2 separate regions of the Gadus morhua genome follow, and region 2 is linked to region 1. A link is a contact called in public Hi-C data. All regions are on one chromosome and are shown on one strand. Each heading gives the region's core, a stretch centred on a gene start, on an enhancer-like site or on the middle of the called end of the contact. The rest is flanking DNA. Distances are from core to core; before and after follow the strand shown. Region 1 holds the start of wdr31 (WD repeat domain 31). Region 2 holds the start of sart3 (spliceosome associated factor 3, U4/U6 recycling protein).

Region 1 (4,602 bases), core at 528-3,027:
TTGGCTGGTGTGTGTGTGTGTGTGTGTGTGTGTGTGTGTGTGTGTGTGTGTGTGTGTGTGTGTGTGTGTGTGTGTGTGTGTGTGTGTGTGTGTGTGTGTGTGTGTGTGTGTGTGTGTGTGTGTACTGTACCAGGGCTGACAGCAAGTCCATTGACCACCAATTCATGACCACAGAACTCCTGAATGGGTTCGTCCCCTTGGTCCAGATCCCACATTAACACACTCTTATCCCGGGAGGCACTGAAGATCCATGTGCTACCCGCATAACACTGAACCTGGAGAACAGCGGAGACAAGGAAAGGATGGAAAAGAGAGAAAAGAGGCGCAAGGAGAGAAACTCAGATGCTAAATAGCAATGAGTATTAATACAATGAATGCATTCAAATGAAATGACAAGCATACACAATGTGTTGACAGGTACCCACAAGTACTGATATAGTATCGTTACCTTGGTAACCTCTCGGGTGTGACCCTGGAACGACTGACACATCCGTCCTTGTTTCCAGTCGTACACAACCACTGCCTGAAGGGAGTGAAAAAGGTCATGCAAATCATTGTGCATTGCACACACATATAAATCACACTGCCAGACCTCTACGTACTGATGAAACTACTTCTCATCTGGGTGAGGAACAGGTGCCGTTGTTTTGTAGTAGCTAGTCATTTTATTGGGTTACCTGGTCACTCCCTCCGGACACACACAGATCTGGGCTGAGATTTGTGACAGTATTGATGGATCCCTGATGAGCAAGTTCATATTGCAAGACTTGACTGTCAGTCGAGTTATCTGCTGCACCCCTCTGAGACGCCCTGCACAAGAAAACAATCCCACCCACCCACCCACCCACACACCTCTATAAGTACCGGTTTAAGTCGACATAAACATAACGCCTATTCAAGAAAGACTATTATTGTTTACTTACCTGTACAGTTGTGACCTCTTTCTGAACTTGCTCTGTAGTTTGCCCATGTCAGCAACCCCACTAATAAAACACAAGCAGAGTGAAACCCTGAGTGAATCATCTTGAGTATAAATTCGCACGAAAATGATACGTCAAAATTAGACGTTAGTCATTTGGGTTAGTGATCAATTGCATTTGTCTAATACCAAACATGCTTAGCAATGTCTGCTAAATTCATGGCTAAATTCCCTAAAATATGTAACGGCCAAAGCTTGCATAAGGGTCTGGCCCGCAGCCGCCGTGCACGGGCAGATTAAACCAAACTGCGTGCAGCCACACACACGCGCACACTCGCCAGACAAATGACAGGAAAGAGGAGACTGAAATCCAATTAGGGCAGCATCCTTACTGTCACATGCAATTAGTCACACAAACAACCCCCTAGGAAAAATGCCTGCTATACATCCATGCATTGCGCCAGAATACACACGCTCACGCAAACACAAGGGAAAATAGGTGTTCCGTTTAATGTTAGAAAGGGGGAGGAGACATAGTTCATGACGGACATTATAAGGCAGGTTCTTACCAGTCACAAGTAACGTTAGATGTAGTTGCAGGGAAGCTACAAGTTGCTAGCTTGCATGCTAATTAATCTCGCTTTGGTCTCTCATGCCCAGGGAGCGCAACAAAAAAGTAGCAAAGAAACTTGAAGGAAACGAAACACGTGTTCATCTCCGATAACTTCATGATGACACATTCACACAACATTAATTGTCGTAAAGCAAATGGTTAGAGAGTAACGCGACTCGTCCTGCAGGGCGGTGGCATAGCGACGCTTCCATCGCAACCAGGGCGTGGTCTTGGATCACATGGTAACTAACAACAGGAAATCTAGCCAGGAGATGGATCCTTCAAAGTAAAAGTTACCAACTTCTCCAGGATTGATTGCGCAGCCTGTGGGTTGAGTCATTCACTGCCTTTAATGAAGGTGGTACTAGGCAGCCCTAACTAGGAAGCCTTTTTTATGTTTCTTGCATTCTTGACTACACTATATTCTATGGTTACAGTATCTGAAGTATGGACAATTGGTAGCATTGTACCAGCTGTGTTTCTTGATAGGTCCATGATAGTAATTTGTACCCCACTTTCTATAATAGGCCTCCCAGAGCCAGAGAGAGAATTTTCTCTATCACTCTGATACTTACTTCTTGTTAATGGATCATCATGGAAGTATATATTTCATTTACCTATTGTATCTAATCTATTTAAACCTCCTAAACGTTGTTAACGGTATACTAAAAATAAATCTTTGATTCTAAAATGATTTGATGAATTGATGCTAGAAATGTATCTAGGCTACAATCATAGGGTACAATGCTGGATTCGATAGGATGGTATTGTTTTCGGTTTAAGGTTAATAAGATTACTACAGAAATGAATAAAGTCGCTATGATGACTACCACAAATAAAAGAGATAATGGAATACATCATGGTGATTGAAACTGTCTCTACTTTGCACAAAGTTGCTGAAGCCCTCGGGTGCCCCCATTTCTAATCTAATTGGGCCACTTAGCTGGGTTACCATTAACGCTGCTCAATACATCTGTGTGTTGGCCTGAATTCAAACTTTTTTTTATTGTGTCAGACTGTATTTAATCAGTGGGTTAAACTATAATTTGTATCCTAATTAAAATAATAATAATAATGTCATAAAAATGACTACTTTTTTGGTCAGAAAATATATATTTAGGTCTACACAAATGGGTTGGTTGGGAATATATCACTGACCTTTCGATGTAAGGAAGTAAAATAGACCTATATTTGTATTGTCATCGTTGCATTATATAAACAGTGCAGTTAGCTTGTTCTCCAAACAATGACATATGTGAGGAAGGGCAAACTTTTACTTTATGCTGCTGTCGAACAGATTGATGATAGATGAAAACTGTTTCCCAACACATACATAGCTCACCTAGATTTCCAGGACCCTGATCAGAGCAGTTCTTGTTTGATGACCCTTTGGTGTTTGTTCTAAGAGCTATTGTTTTCTTGATCACCTTGATTCGTTTGGTTGTCCTAAAATCAAGTGAGACTGACTCAGACCCTCATAAGGAATAAGTCTGTGGGTTTAACAATATGTGTTCTAATTCCGTATGGACAAAACAAATAATAAAAGTACTTTATCAAGTGATGTGATTCAGTCAGCAATGCATATAGCCGTCCATCTCCTTCCTCAAAGGTACAGATTTGATAGTAAAAGGAGTGATAAGAGGACAAATCTGACATACTTCGGAAAACCTGGTAGAATTTCTACAATGTCCAAATCAATCCATGGTGCATGACATGACCTCCTGTTAGTCAGAATAGATTTCCGTGCCATCCTGTCCATATCACGTGAGTGACAGTTGTATGTCAGTCTTTCCCCAAGACCCCATTTAGCATATGCAATAATTCTCTAATAACATAGTCATAGTATGTGTGCCAGCGTGTGGCCTACTATCCCAGATTCCCACAGGTTGGAGAGTGTGTATGTGTGTGCGTGTGTGTATGTGTGTGTGTGTGTGTGTGTGTGTGTGTGTGTGTGTGTGTGTGTGTGTGTGTGTGTGTGTGTGTGTGTGTGTGTGTGTGTGTGTGGGGGGGGGGGGGGGGGGGGGGTGTGCGTGTGTGTATGTGTGTGTGTGTGTGTGTGTGTGTGTGTGTGTGTGTGTGTGTGTGTGTGTGTGTGTGTGTGTGTGTGTGTGTGTGTGTGTGTGTGTGTGTGTGTGTGTGTGTGTGTGTGTGTGTGTGTGTGTAGGGTTGGTTTGACGCGACACTCCCCCTAGTCGATAGGAGGTCGACGTCACACAGCCAGCGGAGGAGTGGAAGGTCTCTGTAATAAATACACATGAAAGGAACTGAGGAAAAGGAGAAGACTGGCTGGAAAAACACAGCAGAGTCATTCCTCCGTTTCATCCTGCCACAACGAGCTCTGGATGTTTCAATTTGAAGTACTTGATCTGTGAGCTTTTCGATTCCATTTTGAACCTCGTTGACATGCTGCATATGTGGATTCATTGGTTTCCAGTGGAGACAGAAGGAGATAACTGTACTGTATCCCAGCCTAGCGGATTGGAGTGAAAGTAGTCCGCCATATTCTGCTTTACCACGCCCGGCAGACGAGCCATCGGAAATAAAACGGACACCTTTATTCCTGTTCTATTTAGACGTTCACCATTCTTGCGGACTGTACCGTTGATAGAAAAGGATAGTGTCAGTGCATAAATACAAACCAAGAAAGGGCGACTGAGCACGGAGGAGAGAATGCTTCAGGACATGTCTTTAAAAATGATCTGTTGATCACACTGAGAAGGGAAAGAAGATCACATCCATTTAAGACAGCACAGAGATTCACACTAAAGTGCCCCGGACACTGTTTCAACTGTCAGAGAAGGCAAGTAGAAGCGGGGGGTGGGGGGGGAAATCATTTCTGAAGCATACATTTACCTCCCCCCCACACCGCCCCCAGTCCATTATAAGGGCGTCCACGCGTATTTCACCACAAGTAGGCCTGCATGAGGGCGTCCCTGTGCCTATTCCCGGGCCTCTTTTTGTTTTTGGGACAATCCTAACATCTTGATGAACTAGGTGGACAAACTAAAAGCGGTAAAACCCCTGTGTTTGGTGATCAGAATGACCCTGGAATCCATCATGGCGTGTTGCC
Region 2 (4,602 bases), core at 1,313-3,812, 160 kb after region 1:
TTGTAATGCTCATACACCTTTCTTATACTCAGTGGGACCACTGTCCTTCAACATGGGGCCTCAAAATGGTATCACACGAAGCCCATAGAATTACAGTGAGCCACCTGCTAAATTTCTTGTTTACTAGACCCCTGGTAGATATTATGACCCCTGGGAGTCTAAACATAACCCATGGGATTCTAAACATAACCCATGGGAGTCTAGAACTTTTGTACTGTAGCGACCCTGGGACAGTTAAATAGTTTGTGTGTTATGTGTTACATTATATTTCGTTGTCCGCTATGCCAGTTGTTTTATGTGCATGTATTGTAATGTTCTTCTTGTCAATCAGCGTGGGGGCGAATCATTAGGTCAGCTGGGGGAGGGCCTTGGAAGAACAGGAGGGTGGGGGCCTGCACGCGAGTGAGATCGTGTTGGGGGTTGCCGGGGTAACCGGGGTTTGTTTTGTGTCGGTTTTCTGCCGTTGGTTACAATGTTACAGGTTTCAGTGACCTGGTTTTGGTTCATTAAAACTACCTTCAACTACTAATGACTCGACATCATTATGTCACCGGCGAGGTCGTTACAGTACTCAAAATAACGCTTAGGGGGTGGGGCATTGGAGGAAGGCGGGATGATTTGAATGTGCTGTAATTCTCAAATGCAACAAAGGTGAGAGTCCCTTTAATAAAATCCCGGACGATTTTGAAATTTCATCCGGACGCATTTGATTCCTACCCTTCCACTGTTAAATAGCGGCGCAAGTTGTGTGGCGTGTGAGCGTGTGCATGGGTTGAATGGCGTGCGTCTCACGGAGAGCCCTGCGCAATGTTCAGCTGTCAGAAATGTGTTGTAATCACTTGTATTCCTCATAGCTCCAGGCTGTGAGGAAATCAGCAGCCCGCGATCGCAGCTCCTTTGATGTGAACGCGCACAGAGCGCATCGTTCAGAGCCGGACAATGATGTCGTAGTAAAGCCCTCAGGTCTACTCTGCATGTATTAACTGTGGCTAAACATCAACTGCACTGAAGTCATCATAACTTCATAAGTTCTCATTTTCAAATGATTAGGAATACTATTATTGTTATTTGAAGCCGTGTCAGGCTTGACTGTGGGTGGTGTGGTCCTCTGTGTTTGGTAGCGTCTATAATACAGTAATATTTTTGTCGACATTATCAAACGGAAGAACTTTTATTATGAAGAGCACAGTTCAACAAGCACTGGTTTCCGCCCACCGGCGGAAACCAGATATTGAGTGGTAAATTCGTTTCGCTCAGTAAGGACCAAAAAACGAATAAACGAACTGAAATTTTGATTTTCGTTTTTTTGACAAAACGAAGAAACGAATAATCTAACTGAAATTTGTTTTCTGGTTTCTGCTTGCGTCAATTATTCCCAGAAAACAGAGTAATAAAACGTACCTTGCTCTATTTTTATTGTTCCAACTTTTGCAAATTTAATTGAGGATTGCATCGTCACTTTGCATATTAAAATACACTTTGAATAACTTATTTACAAATTACATTATAAATTTACAATTAATTGTCAATTGCGTAATGTAGGCTAATGACTTATTGAATTGCAAATTGCTTATTGCATTGCCATTTGAATTTTGCTACATATATGCTTCCATAAGACCGTGTCAAGAGAGAAGAAAGTATCCGTAGGGACCCATTGTAGTCAAATCGGTCACCACACAAACGATTGACTTTAAATTATACAATGGTTTTTTTTTAAAAAAAGGAAACATTATTTAAAAAACGGAATGAATAGTGCTGATCTAACGGTGGTCATGAAGAACAGATGGACAACGACAACTCTGTTACACTGATTCAAGGCAAATATGAACATTTTATATTTTCTATCATTATTTTGTGCCGAACTCACCTTATGTCGATGGTGTGTGGTTTCTGTCCTATGGCCAAATGATCAATCATGCCTCATTTCAGTTCTCGCAATTGGTTTCAGTCCATAATTTCCTTGTACCTGTTACCTTGACTCTGTAAGGGGGTGGGCCATATCTAGCCATCTCAGACTACCACAGGGCTGTGGATTCCAATCTTGGTTAATCGCATGTTCTCTCCCTATAACGTCACTTCCAAGAACCAAATGCAAGTATAAATTGTGTGTTTGAATGTGTTTATTTTTCTAGTCCATGCAGCAAAAATAAAAATGCTTGCGGCCAAATAAGAAATAAGAAAATATGATATTCGTGAACCCCTCCATCCATACTTTGTATCCATGGCGTGCAGGTAAATCAGTACAATTACGTCCTCTACTGGTTGTGTTTAAAACAACCGAAGGACGAAAAACACGCGGGGAAGAACTCTGCCTCCAGGTCCATGCTACAGGCGCTCGAGCCACAGAGACCCCCCCATGAAATAATCTCTGCATAGCTAACATATACAGTTTGAATTGTTGTAATTTGTAAACTGTTATCCTAATACAAGTCCAAAATAAAACAAAAGTACTTTAAGCAGCTACTTCTCACGGGACCACCGTGTCGCCATTGAACGGCCTCTCGCGATACTAATGTAATGTTGATTTGGTTCCGGGCACCTACTCTCGCGATTTTACCCGATGACAAATTTGTTACTAGGCAGACGGTTGTTTCCAACATGGCAGCGTCAAGCAACGCGAAGGGAACGCAGTTGGAAGATATGGAAGAAGATGCAGGAATTAAAGAAGAGATGGATTCAGATGAGGAGGAAGGTATGAAGGTCGAAAGTTCAGAAGATGATGAAGACGATTTATCGGAAGATGATAAAGAAAACGAGGCCGAAATTCAGCGTTTGGAGGAGCAGGTAATATAAACCAGTGTGTTAGTGTGAAGACGCAGCTTTATTAGCTAACCAGAATGAATGAGTGATCAACAAAAACCCAACGTTTATGCATAGGGAGGACATTTCGTTGATTTTACGCATGTTGTGTTTCTTTCATTGTACTGCCTTGTCTGGCATTAAGTTGCTGTACATAATTTAGGGCACGTTAATAGTTAGCTTTTTAGCTACTATTATTGCTAATGTTAATTGCTTTAGTAGTGGCTGAGGTTTCATAAACACATACACAGACACTTTGTTTTGCGCTGGGTATATTGAAACGCCCTATATAATGCAATACAACTTTGTTATATTATAATTATTCCTAAAGTTATATGCTAAACTAAACAATTGGAAGAAAACAATAGCAGGCGCAAAATATGTAAAAAATATCAATCAATCTTTTGTCAGGGCTGTTTTTCGTGCGCAATACAACAAGGAATTCGTTTGAAATAACAGCAAACATTGGAATCACGTCACAATTCAGTCACTTCAACGCAAAGGGTTCCTTAAGGGATACGTATCAGGAACAGGAATATAACTGTTTTGAAGCACACATTAGAATCACCTATTATTATAGAGGTAGGTTTTTAATCGAAGAAAATTGAATACCACATTCATTATCACAAGACAACTTTAACAAAAACGGTACGTTTGAGATAATGTTTCAGCCTAATGTAGGAATGGATCTTTGCCATCATAAAGTGTATGCTTTGGTATTTCTTCTTCTGCAGCACTTTCAATTAAACAAAGACTTGATCCCTTAGTTACTTCCTCATACTTTGTGTTTTTTCCCTCAGCTATCAATTAATGCGTTTGACTACAACTGCCATTTGGACCTCATCAAACTGTTGAGGCAAGAGGGAGAGCTGAGCCGTCTTCGCAGCGCTAGACAGAAGATGAGCGAACTTTTCCCACTCACAGAAGGTAATGTTGACTCATATTTTAAGATGCAAAATATATGTTGGGGGTTGTTATTCCATAAATGACTAAGTTGACTTGTTCAGTTTTAAAGTAATAACAAAATCCACTAATGCTGCAGAGATCTGGCTTGAGTGGCTTAAAGATGAGATTCGCCTGACAGAGGAGGAGAGTAACCGAGAGAAAATCTATGAACTCTTCGAAAAGGCTGTGAAAGACTACATCTGTGAGTACATTAAGATGACATTGCTGCCTTTGATTTGATGTGTTGGTGCATGACATTGGGGGTTGTTGCTATTTTGGGAATGTATATTCTGTGAGATGGTAGATTACTAGAATTGTGACGTAACTTTAGGAATGAAGATGAAATTCTGTAGGACAGATGTGTTACAATCTGGCCTTTATCACAGCTGCTAAATGTTGATTCAATATAAAAGGGGCACATTTTTATATTCATTTAATTGAATTTGTATAGCCCTTAATCTCAGTAGAAGAGCTTTTTGTGAAGGACAAAAGGCTTAACAAGCCATATATTTATGACAATTTTTAAAGACACAAACGAAGATCCTTTTACTGTGTTGCCCTCATTTCACCAGTTATATAGCGACATTTATCAATAAACAAACCCCACAGTTACACACACTTAACTATTTAAATTGTTGTTTTTTCACACATAGGTCCAGATATCTGGCTTGAATATGCCCAATACTCTATTGGTGGCATGGGTTCACCTGCTGGCCTGGAGAAGGTCCGATCCATTTTTGAGCGCGCCCTGACGGCAGTGGGTCTCCATATGACCAAGGGGTCGACCGTGTGGGATGCCTACAGGGAGTTTGAGAATGTGATGCTGTCCACTGTACAGGTTTGTCTATCTTCACCTCG

The links. A called contact is a pair of places that touch in the nucleus more often than the background predicts.
Region 2: a Hi-C map of blood shows a contact between it and region 1, with 5 times the contacts expected there. The contact joins the promoter of sart3 here to the promoter of wdr31 in region 1. A contact is called at or near these places in 5 of 6 Hi-C or Micro-C datasets (blood, gill, gonad and 1 more).

What each region holds. Positions count from the first base shown.
Region 1 is chr6:9,141,846-9,146,447 of gadMor3.0, forward strand. wdr31 (WD repeat domain 31) reads right to left here and starts at 1,778. Exons shown (of 10, transcript XM_030358221.1): 1 at 1,489-1,778; 2 at 924-983; 3 at 678-810; 4 at 449-523; 5 at 131-275. The coding sequence starts at 970. It overlaps LOC115545986 (guanine nucleotide-binding protein G(q) subunit alpha), which reads left to right and starts at 3,752. Exons shown (of 7, transcript XM_030359543.1): 1 at 3,752-4,602. The coding sequence starts at 4,572.
Region 2 is chr6:9,304,300-9,308,901 of gadMor3.0, forward strand. sart3 (spliceosome associated factor 3, U4/U6 recycling protein) reads left to right here and starts at 2,563. Exons shown (of 19, transcript XM_030358296.1): 1 at 2,563-2,784; 2 at 3,600-3,726; 3 at 3,842-3,946; 4 at 4,398-4,582. The coding sequence starts at 2,599. LOC115545295 (beta-1,3-galactosyl-O-glycosyl-glycoprotein beta-1,6-N-acetylglucosaminyltransferase) reads right to left here and starts at 1,961. Exons shown (of 5, transcript XM_030358298.1): 1 at 1,868-1,961.